Regions from separate parts of the Mus musculus genome. Here region 2 is linked to region 1. The links are chromatin contacts, called in public Hi-C maps. All regions are on one chromosome and are shown on one strand. Each heading gives the region's core, a stretch centred on a gene start, on an enhancer-like site or on the middle of the called end of the contact. The rest is flanking DNA. Distances are from core to core; before and after follow the strand shown.

What was found. Hi-C and Micro-C count contacts between places; a contact is called where the count stands out from the background.
Region 2: a Hi-C map of the N1E-115 cell line shows a contact between it and region 1, with 1.7 times the contacts expected there. The contact joins the enhancer-like site here to the promoter of Slc6a12 in region 1. A contact is called at or near these places in 2 of 39 promoter capture datasets (both in embryonic stem cells), 4 of 484 Hi-C or Micro-C datasets (the N1E-115 cell line, cerebellar granule neurons, embryonic fibroblasts and 1 more), 1 of 115 datasets of contacts at active chromatin or transcription factors (embryonic stem cells) and 1 of 9 other capture datasets (pancreatic islet).

Annotation. Positions count from the first base shown.
Region 1 is chr6:121,340,376-121,345,293 of GRCm38.p6, reverse strand. It overlaps Slc6a12 (solute carrier family 6 (neurotransmitter transporter, betaine/GABA), member 12), which reads right to left and starts at 2,720. Exons shown (of 16, transcript NM_001381903.1): 1 at 2,678-2,720; 2 at 2,189-2,244.
Region 2 is chr6:121,454,890-121,459,807 of GRCm38.p6, reverse strand. All of the region lies in intron 1 of Iqsec3 (IQ motif and Sec7 domain 3), which reads left to right. Among named protein-coding and RNA genes, the nearest start is that of Iqsec3, 16 kb to the left of the region's middle. Within about 2 kb of position 2,582, at least 6 of the 459 cell types and tissues checked have an H3K27ac peak or open chromatin away from gene starts, as enhancers often do. A contact at or near this core is called in the N1E-115 cell line, where this site is marked.

The sequences.
Region 1 (4,918 bases), core at 1,471-3,970:
TCAAAGGCTGAGCCCAAAGAGCAGCTAGTAGGAAGGGCTCTTGCTTTGTGACTTAGGCAAATGATACCTCCTCAGTGAGCTTTAAATCTCCTAGAGAGAATGACCCTGTCTCCATTGGGTAGCGGCAGAAGGGGAGGATAAAGGTGAAGAGATGTGAAAAAGACCATATAGGTCGCCTTTGCTTGCTAAGCCATGGGATAGCGGGCTCGGCAAGCCCCACCCACGAGGAAGCCTGAGGGAACCTGCAGAAGACAAACCTTCCACTCCCCCCACCACTCGCAGCCATTGCAAGATGAACAGAGGGAGAGGGGATGATCTGGTGGGAAAAGGAGTAGATGAAGAATGCATGATGGGAAAGATGAGGGGGGAGGGGTCAGGGGAGCACACCCAGAACCCTGTCCAGGCCTGAGACTGAGGTTTATCAAGGAAAAGAAGGAAGAGCAGGACCTGAGAGTGTGAATAGCCATAGGCCATTTTATAATTTTCTATAAATAAATATAATAAGTATATTTATACAAATTATATTTCTATTTATATAAATATGCTAATATATAAACATTATTGATAATATTGATATGATATTATTATATAAATTTATATAAATATATAATGAAAATAAGAATAAATATAAATATAATTTTCTATAAATAAAAGATTGGGCATGGGGAGATGGATCAGCCGTTAAGAGCACTGGCTGCTCTTACAGAGGATCCAGGTTCCACTCTCATCACCCACATGGTGATTCATAACTGCCTGTAACTTCAGTCCCAGGGGACTCCTCTTCTGGCTCCCTCAGTCGCCAGACATGTAGTGTGCAGAGACACACACAAAACATTCAGACACATAAAAATAAACAAATAAAAATTCTTTAAAACGTTTTCGAGAGGAAGAGTGGAACCACAGAATAAAAACAAAGGCAGGCAAAAGGAGAGGTGGCTCAGAGCCACGGTGAGCAGGGAGGAGAGAGGGCTGAAACCACAGCACTGGACAGCTATGTTAGACTAGGGGAAGGAATGTCCAGGAGAACGTTAGCCGTACAAACACGCTGCACAGGGCCCCTTTTCTCTCTATTCTTCTTATGGGTCAGATAGTGAATATCATCTGCGTGAGAACTCCAGATCTCAGAATCGAAGCAGGACAGTAAAGTTCCAGCCCAGCCCAGCTCCACACCAACAGCAAATAAATTCAAAAACACAGCCTCGGCCCCCAGGGTCCCTCCCCCCCGCCCCACCTCTAGTCTGTTTGCTAGGAATGATTCTGTGACAGCAAGGACAACTCGTTCCCCTTCGCAAGCTCTGTTACCTCCACAGCTACAGATCTCCTCTGCAGGCTGTCCACCCGCTTTGCTAGGCTGAGCAAGGGGAAGGGGAGGGACTTCACCATACTTGGGTGCCCTTGAGCCAATCCTGGGTTCTGTCTTCAAAGGACCAGCAAGTACAGTCTTAACTCTCTCCTCAGGAGCTGGACAGATTAGATGGAAGCCCACTCTGGTTCTAGGAAACACCTCCAGAAACCCTCCCCGCCCCACATACTGCTAGGGTTCAACCCAGGCACCACCGCTCCCTTCCCTAAACGAAAGAGACCCAGTCCCACTTCAGCCCATACCCACATACCAGCACCCACCCCTGAACACACCGATGCCATTCCGTCACGTCCCTCTGCACACACATACCTGTGTGCATGGCCCCAAAGCCTGGCTGCTCGTAGCCCTTCACACCTGGTAGGCAGCTGCCCTCCACAGTGGCAGCCCACATCTTCTCCAGCTCCCTCTCCTCAGACCCAGTCCCACCCAAGCTGGTGCCCCGCTTTCTGCTCTAGCCCTAGCTGACCAAGAGGCAGGCGCCCCCAACCTGTGAAGGTAGTTCCAGATCCATCCACTCACCCTTCCTAGCTCTGAAAACTGACTGCCCTCCCCTGGCAGGCAGATGGCCCGCCTCCTCGGGGCCAGTTCCCCATCTGTGAACTCTCCTTACTTACTGGGGCTTGTCCCTGAGCAATTTCATTATGTGGCTAGTGAGGATGGCATCAGACTCCCTGTGGCCTCAGGGGACCGCAGCTCCCTGCTTCCTGCCCAGACACACAGTTCTGCTGGGTCTTGCCTCTGCCCTGAGCCTCAGCTCTCCAGACTCAGGGGTACAGAGGCTATGATAACCAGACTGCGCGCTCTGCGCATGCTCTTCCCACTCACCTGGTCTCTCAGCCCAGCTAGAACTCCTGCTCCAGAATGAGTAAGCGTCTCCAGACCTGGAAGAGGAATTCTCACCTTCAGTACTCCTGCTCCTCCCCCCCCCAACCCCCCCTCCCGCCACAGCCCCACCCACCCAGTGGTCCTGAGACGGATGGCCAGACCAGGGAAGGGGGGCTGTAGAAAGTGAAGGGACAAAATACCACAAGCAACAAGAGAGATTGAGAAGTCTATAAGCCTAGATTACACCATCCACCCTCAGGGAACGAAACCTCATGACCCTGTCTCTCTGTCCCCTCAGGGCCCCTCACTCCTGACTAGTGTCTTCCCAGTGGGCACTATCCAGAAGAAGCCCCCAGAACCTTGTTGAACAGCTGCCTCAGGCAGCCCTACCTCCCTGACCTCTCTCCTCCTGCTCCTGGCCCTTCGCCCTTATCCTCACCTCCACCCCAACTACCGGCTCCTTCTTAGGCAAGGTACAGCCCCTCTTACCAGAGCAGTGGGATGGGAGCCACCAACTTTCAGGCTGGACACTGAGGACCTTGGGAGGGGAGCTGGCCTCAGTGACGAGGGCATGGGAGGAGGGTGAATCACAGACTGGAGTTTTCCACCAAGTACCTGCAAAGCTCGAGACCTTCCCAGCCACTGCCTTCTCCTTGGGATTTTCCTAGAGAAGTCTCCAGAGCCTGCATATCCCAGGAAGGCAAATGCAAATAGGATCCAAGGTTCAGCCCACCCACCCAGACCCTTATCATGGTCTCCCAGCCAAGGAAGACTCTGAGCCTCAGTTTCCCGCTTTGGAAAGGTGGATAATGGGTGCTTTTCAAGGTTGCTGTGGAGGGTTAAAGTCAACATGGCTGTGCTGGGAAAATCACAGGTTCTTAAGGACAGTTGTCAGTATTTGTTGCAGGCTCCGGTGGGGGTTCTGGGATCCAGATACTCAGATTCTGCCCAGCACAGCACCACAAACCAAAGACTCCTCCGGAACAGCCTGGCGGCTGTCAAGTGTGCACACCCATGGGGAATGTGTGTGCCCTCAGCAATGATGGGAGGATTTTTCCAAAACAGGGTTCTCTGGGCAAGTCTTCACAGCATGGATACGAAAAAGCCTGTGGCCTCTGGAAACATCAAGATGTTTCTTCAATGCCGAGTGGGATGGAAACAGGGGAAGTTGTGGGGAGAAAGGGAAATTTCCCTTTGTGTGGACTTCCCCTTTATCTGCTAAAAAATGTCTTAACAGTGGAGGGTGTGAAGTGAGATTGGCGGTCTGTAATTTTCCATTGGCACCCCACTCACCATCCCTCAGGTCCCCCCTGGCCTCTGTTGCCCATCAAGGAAAACCAGAATGAGTCTGGCCTTTACAAGCTGGGGACCAGCTCTGGAGGGAAAAGAGTCACGGTCTGCCGCAAGCTGCCCACTTCTCACCCCCGTGCCCAGCTGGCATGGTGCAACCTGCCCTGCCTGCTGGGTCTGCTCTATGCCTGCACGCTGGGCCCACCATCATGACCTCCAGTACAGCAGTTCTCATCCTGTGCATTGTGACCTCTTTGTGGGTCACACATCAGATATCCTGCATATCAGATATCTACATTACGATTGATAACAGCAAAACTACAGTTACGAAGTGGCAATGAAAATAATGTTATGGTTAGGGGCGACCACAACATGAGGAACTGTGTTAAAGGGTCACAGCGTTAGGAAGGTTGAGAGACACACTGCTCTGCTGTTTCTTACACAGGAGATACCAGGGTCTACAAAAAACAAAAGAGCCGGCTTTGGCAGCCCTTCTGCCCAGTGAGTAAAGTCGGATTTTACCTAATCCTTCCATCTCTTTCCCCTGGCTACTTCAGACCCTTGTCTCCCTCTCTTAACATTGGTTCCCCCCCCCCCCAAATCAAGCTTGTCCCAATATTCATTTTCCCCCGCACCCTCCTGTTATCAGACCACTGGAAACTCAAGAAGCCAGAGATTGTGTCTTTGCAAGCATCTGCAAAGTACTGCAAAGAGAGGAAGAGCCACGAGCAGCCATCTTCTTCTGACCCCGTGCATACTCCTAGGTACCTGGCATGAAGCCTATTTTCTGAGCTCCTCGTTCAGGCTGGGTACACTATGTGTTGCCTCCATTAGGAGCCTTGAGGTGTGGATATGAGAAGACTCTGCCTGAGAAGAATTCTGGGGGTGACTAGAAGCAAAACACTTCACCTTGTGACCACATGCAGTAAATGAAGAAGCCGGCACTGGAACCTGTGCCCCTTGGTTCCGAGAGCTCCTTCCTCAGATCAGTTAACAGGTGGGAGTCTCATCTCGTGATTCTCCGCTGCTATTTTAGCATTTAAAATAGTGCTGCCTCCGAGCAGACCTATGGCCTGTATTGGATGGATGGATGGATGGATGGATGGATGGATGGATGGATGGATGGATGGGGAGAGAAAGAAAGGAAAGAGAGAGGGAGATGACAACCACTGCAGGAGAAACAATCATATCCATCCCTTTGCTTAGACAGCATACGCTGCTCTCTCAGAACCAGGGACTGAAGGGCCCCAGCCCCAGGGCCATTGGACCACAGGCTATTTGAGGCTACTTCTTCCTCATTCCCTAGCAAATTCACTTAGCTAAGTAAATGCGCATCCTTCTTCCTGAGACTAAGGGGTGGTATGCTGTCCTGGACACCTCCAGGGCTTTTCTGCTATGAGGAGAGCGACTGCTGGGGTGCAGCCACAGTAAATGGAAGTG
Region 2 (4,918 bases), core at 1,333-3,832, 110 kb before region 1:
GGCGCTGGGCTGTCCAGTAAGTAGATTAACATGGTTTACATCAGGGGCTTGTCTCACAGACCAGGCCACACACCCCCGCAGCCAGCCCCTCTCCAGGCACTGTGGCTAGAGTTGACAGACCATCTGCTGTGGGCTGTGGCGAAGGCTGTAGTCAGTCACATTGGACTGCCTGAGGAGGGAAAGGGAAAGAAAAAGGAAACACAGGCAACCAAAATTGTAGGCACTTAAGTCTACTTACCGTGTGGCACTGGATCCTCAGAAACCTTAACAAAGAAACCTCACTTGGCCTAGAGGGACTGAGAGCTCTTCAGAACCCTGCAAGGGCTGCCTGTCTACCACATTAGTATTTCCCAACTCTCTTGCCCCAAATGACAAAGCAGCACGGTGCCCTTCTTAAACCTAACCTTACAGCATGCGCCTGAGAGAGACAGAGATTGGGGATGAGTTCAAGGGTCGAACCAAAGTCATCAGAAGGGCATGTGTTGAAATTCAGACAGGTGAAGGTTGAGAGGTCCAGCAGACCCTTTGGGGGTGGGTGGGGATGGGGGTCAGGGTTGGACATTGAGTGGGCCTCTGGGTGGTCTAGAAACAGAAACTTGAGTTGGCTTTTAAGTCCTGGAGACTGAACAATACCGATAACTAAATGAGAAGGGCTGGGATGGGAGACTAAAGAGAACCAGGGGCAGACTGCTGGCACACACCAGTGCTGGGAAATGGGGAGGAGCTGAGATGCAGTAGGCAAAGGTGGGTAAGAAAAGCTTAACAAACCCCAGGAATTGCCACAGAGGCTGCTGCTGCCAATGTGGCCTTCCTTGCCCAGCAGGACAAGGAGAAACTGACCAATGCCTTCAGCAATATTTAAGCAATTGTTATCTGAATGGCAAACATGATTCGGGTGAGCTTCAGGGAGAAGGGAGAGGGGCTTAAGAGAAAAAGCAAACCTGATGCAAAGATGCAGCAACGTGTGGGCCTGGTTTCCTCCGGATTTAAATGAAGCAACTGGAAAGAGACATTTTTAAGGCAACCAGGGAAATTTACATGCAGACAAGGTATTAGCAGAGATTAGAGAATTACCATTAATTTAAGTAGGTGTGATAATGATACTGTTATTATATCTCTTAAAAGTTCTCACCGGTTAGAAATGCATGCTTGAATAAAATGATGTTATTTCTGGAGTTTGTTTTAAGGAGGAAAAAAAAAAAAACTCCACCAAAATACAGGGATGAAGATTAGCCAGCAGTGTTTGAAGTTTCCCGGGCAAGGAATGTAAAAGGAAGATAGGATGTAGAGGATTGCATAGAGTGTGTGAAGCGATCTCTTTGATGAATTTTGCCATGAAGAGTTGTGAAAACTGGGGTGACGGAGGCGCTGCTCTTCACAATGGAGGGAAGCGTACTCCTTTCAGCAGCATGCCAGGCAGCTTCGTGTACTGGCCACCCACTGCCAGAAAACTCCCAACCCAAGCACTGCAAAGCAATCAGCAAAGACTCCCGGAGGAAAGTAATTGTTTAATCACTGTAAGTGCACAGGAAATGTGAGCTTGCACTTACCACGGGGTGGGCACCGCCGTATAAATGCCCTACAGACTTTCTCTCAATATGTCCTAGTAAAATGTAATGAGTCTGCTCCATTCCACAGCCCGAGCCACATGGGGTTGCTCTTCGGATTGAAATCCAGGCAGCGGCTCTGGTGTTGAGAGCCTCTCTTCTCCCCCCTGCCTCCTGTGGATGACTACAGTCGCAAGCATCCAAGCTTCCCAGAGAAGGTTTTGCAAAATGCACCTGTCTGGGTCTCTGCCCTAGACTTGGTCACAAGGGGATGCTTTTAGAAGGGGTTCAAATTAAGCCCTGGGATTCTGATGCCTCTCCCTACTTACAAACCACTAGAGCAGCCGGATATATTCATTGGCCAGCACATACTCCCTAATTTCATGCATGGAACAAGGCTAGAAACCCAGTGCACGGCTGAGTAGGAAAAGGGAGTGGAGAGAAGGAACAGAAGGTATGTCTGCTGGGGATGGACAATTTTATGTATGTTCCTCGGGGAGGAGTCAGTATCTATTGAGGTAGACTGTGGTCTGTTGAGAACCTCCTGCGTGCCAGGCTCTGCTGCTGTCATTGGCACTGGGGACTCACCAGCAGATCACAGGGTCTGCCATTGTGTATGCCGTGAGATTCAGGGGAACCTGTGAAGGTGTCGTTTTAGCTCATAAGAACGGAAAGAGCTGTGCTGTTAGGCAGGACCCCCCGGGGAGGTGACATTTGAGCAGAGGAAAATTAAACCCTACAGTAGAAAACAGGTGCTGGGCTTGGCTGCTGTCATTGGAATGGCCCGACTTGAATCTGCACCAACACCTTTCTATAGGGAAAGAAGCCCATGCAAAGACCCTGGGCTATAGGACAACCGTGTGCTCTAAGGAAAAAAGAAGGAAAGGAGAATATAGAAACCTATTGAGGTGACAGCGGGAAAGAAGAATGGAGCAGGGGTTGGAAAGGGGATTTTTTTTGTGGGTGGAAGACTCATGGGAAGTCAGGGGGTGGCTGAGCAGAGGAGTGATGTCATTCAGTAGCATATTAAACAGCTGAAGGGCTCAGAGCCAAAGAGAGAGGTCACTCACTGCTATCCCAGACTCAGTCCTGAAGTATTTAATTTCTGCTGGGCATGGCATTTATGGGCATTTATTACCTCGTTTATCCACATGGCCCTCGTGGTAATGTATCACTATCCCTACTCCTCAGAGGTAGAGTTTGATTGACAGAGAAATTAGGGTGACCTACCCAAGGCAGCAGAGAAAAAAGGAAGAGCTATCTTTTGGCCCTGCACACAAGCTCTGTAGTCTGTTAAAGCCTGGCGTAGCTGTCTCAGTCTTAGGGAAGAGTCCCTCTTCCCCAAGCAAAGCCTAGTCTGGGACATAAACCAGTGTTTTGGGACAAAAAGACTGGTGGCACCATGCCCATATGACAGTTGTTCATGTTGTTATAGCTGTGAACTTGGCCGTTGGTCAGCTTGTCTCTGTCATGCCAGGCAGGGCTGATAAATGTCACCCACACGTAGCCACAGGGTAATGGCTTACAGGTCATCACAGAATTTTGACAATGTCCATGGTGTGTATGGTAAAGAGGGTTCATGTAGGTGGTAAAAAAATCCTTGGTTTGACCTCAGTGTACCAGGTAACACAGGTAACACGTATGAACATACAGGGCTATGTGTGAAAATGTGGACATGTGAAGCTACATATCCGTGTGTATGTGTGTGTGTGTGTGTGTGTGTGTGTGTGCACATGTGTGTATGTGCATGTGTGCATGTGCGTGCGCGCACACGTGTGTATGCATATGTGTGTGTGTTTGTATGTATGGATCTCTGCTCTTTGAAACGGGTGTGCACAAGTAGGTTGAGTGTTCCATTATGACTGATTTATCAGAAGAAAGTAGGTGCTCCATGAGCCTACAGGTTAGGTGCATACTGTGAGCAGGGTTAGCGCTTAGAGGTCGGGTAAAGCTATGAGACAGGTGATTGGCTGGGTGAGGTCCAACGTTTTTGTCTAATTCTAGAGCTTTTTCTATGGAAGACATAATCAAGGCTCTTCCATTCACAGCCCAGAAGCCATTCACGCCCACCCCCACCCCACCCCCACAGAGGCCCGGAGTAGGAGAGTGGAATATAAGGGACACCAGAGACAGTGTGAGGTTATGCAAGAGGCACAGCTGAAGTCTTAGCCGTGGGTCCTCAGGAGGTCATCAGACCTCTCTTAACTCTGGTTTTCCATCGTCCAAATGACACCAGTGCATAATTATAGTTATTAACATAATGTATTAACCAGGCTGTGCTATTAAGACTATATTAAGCACGGAGCTCTTCTTAGGACATGACCACTGCACAAACGCAGGTCTCATTGTTGGCCAGACTTGACGGTTCCTGAAGACATGTGCACAATTGAAGGAAGGTGAGTTTTAGGTTCCTGCAGTTCTGGTGCTGAGCAGCAGGCCTCAGGGTGAAGCTCAGGGTGAGGCAGCCTCTGGAGCTGCCACTGGCTTGACAGCCCTGATTCACCCTATGCAGTCATCTTTACTCAGCAGCCAGGCTCGAGTCTACCGAGTAATGAAGAGGTATCCTTTGAGGGAAGCTGGCAAGATGCAGTGAAGGCTCAGTTCTGTAACTCGTAAGGTGCTGCCAGCCTGGCGCTGGGAGGCCACCTAGCTCCTGTCAAATCTGATGGGGCTCAGATTAAACCAGACTTTGAGCCCAGACAGCTCACTGTCCGGGCTTGCAGAGCGGAAGAGAAAGCAGCCTGAGCCCTGACCTTCTGGGTCTGGGGTAGGTGGCTAGAGGGGAGCAGGAAAGGTAGGTGAGAGTCAGTGGCTCACTCAACTTGCAAACTGCATCTCTGTTCTGAATGAATCTCCCCAGAGCCTTCCAGATGGATGTGAAGTGGGGGTTATACAGAGGTGATATATGGAAAGGGATTATATGCCTTGAGCCTGTGGTGGCAATGATGAATAGGTCCATATGCCTATGGCATGCACTGGTGCTTTCTTTCATTTGTCTGTGTGTGTGTGTGTGTGTGTGTGTGTGTGTGTGTGTACACTCCTCTCAATACCCCCATTGCTTTTGAGTCCCTCAGGAGCCGGGATTTATTTATGGATTCTGTGACGAGTAGCGGCTGCTCTATCATGTGCCTGGCCACGTCCTGCACTGGATGTGGAAATGAATTGGCCACAGGAGTGGCTCTGGAAAGCTCATTCTAGTGTAGGGAGCTGTGCATTGCATATAAACCCCAGCAATGCGCCAGGAAAAAAACTGGATGTTGCAGCCAGTTAGTCATCAGGAGAGCCGCTGAGAGCTCACAGGTACGTGCTTCAGGGCGGCTCTTTGACAGCTGAGCAACTCAGGCTGAAAGAGGTCAGAGAAGCTGCCTGTG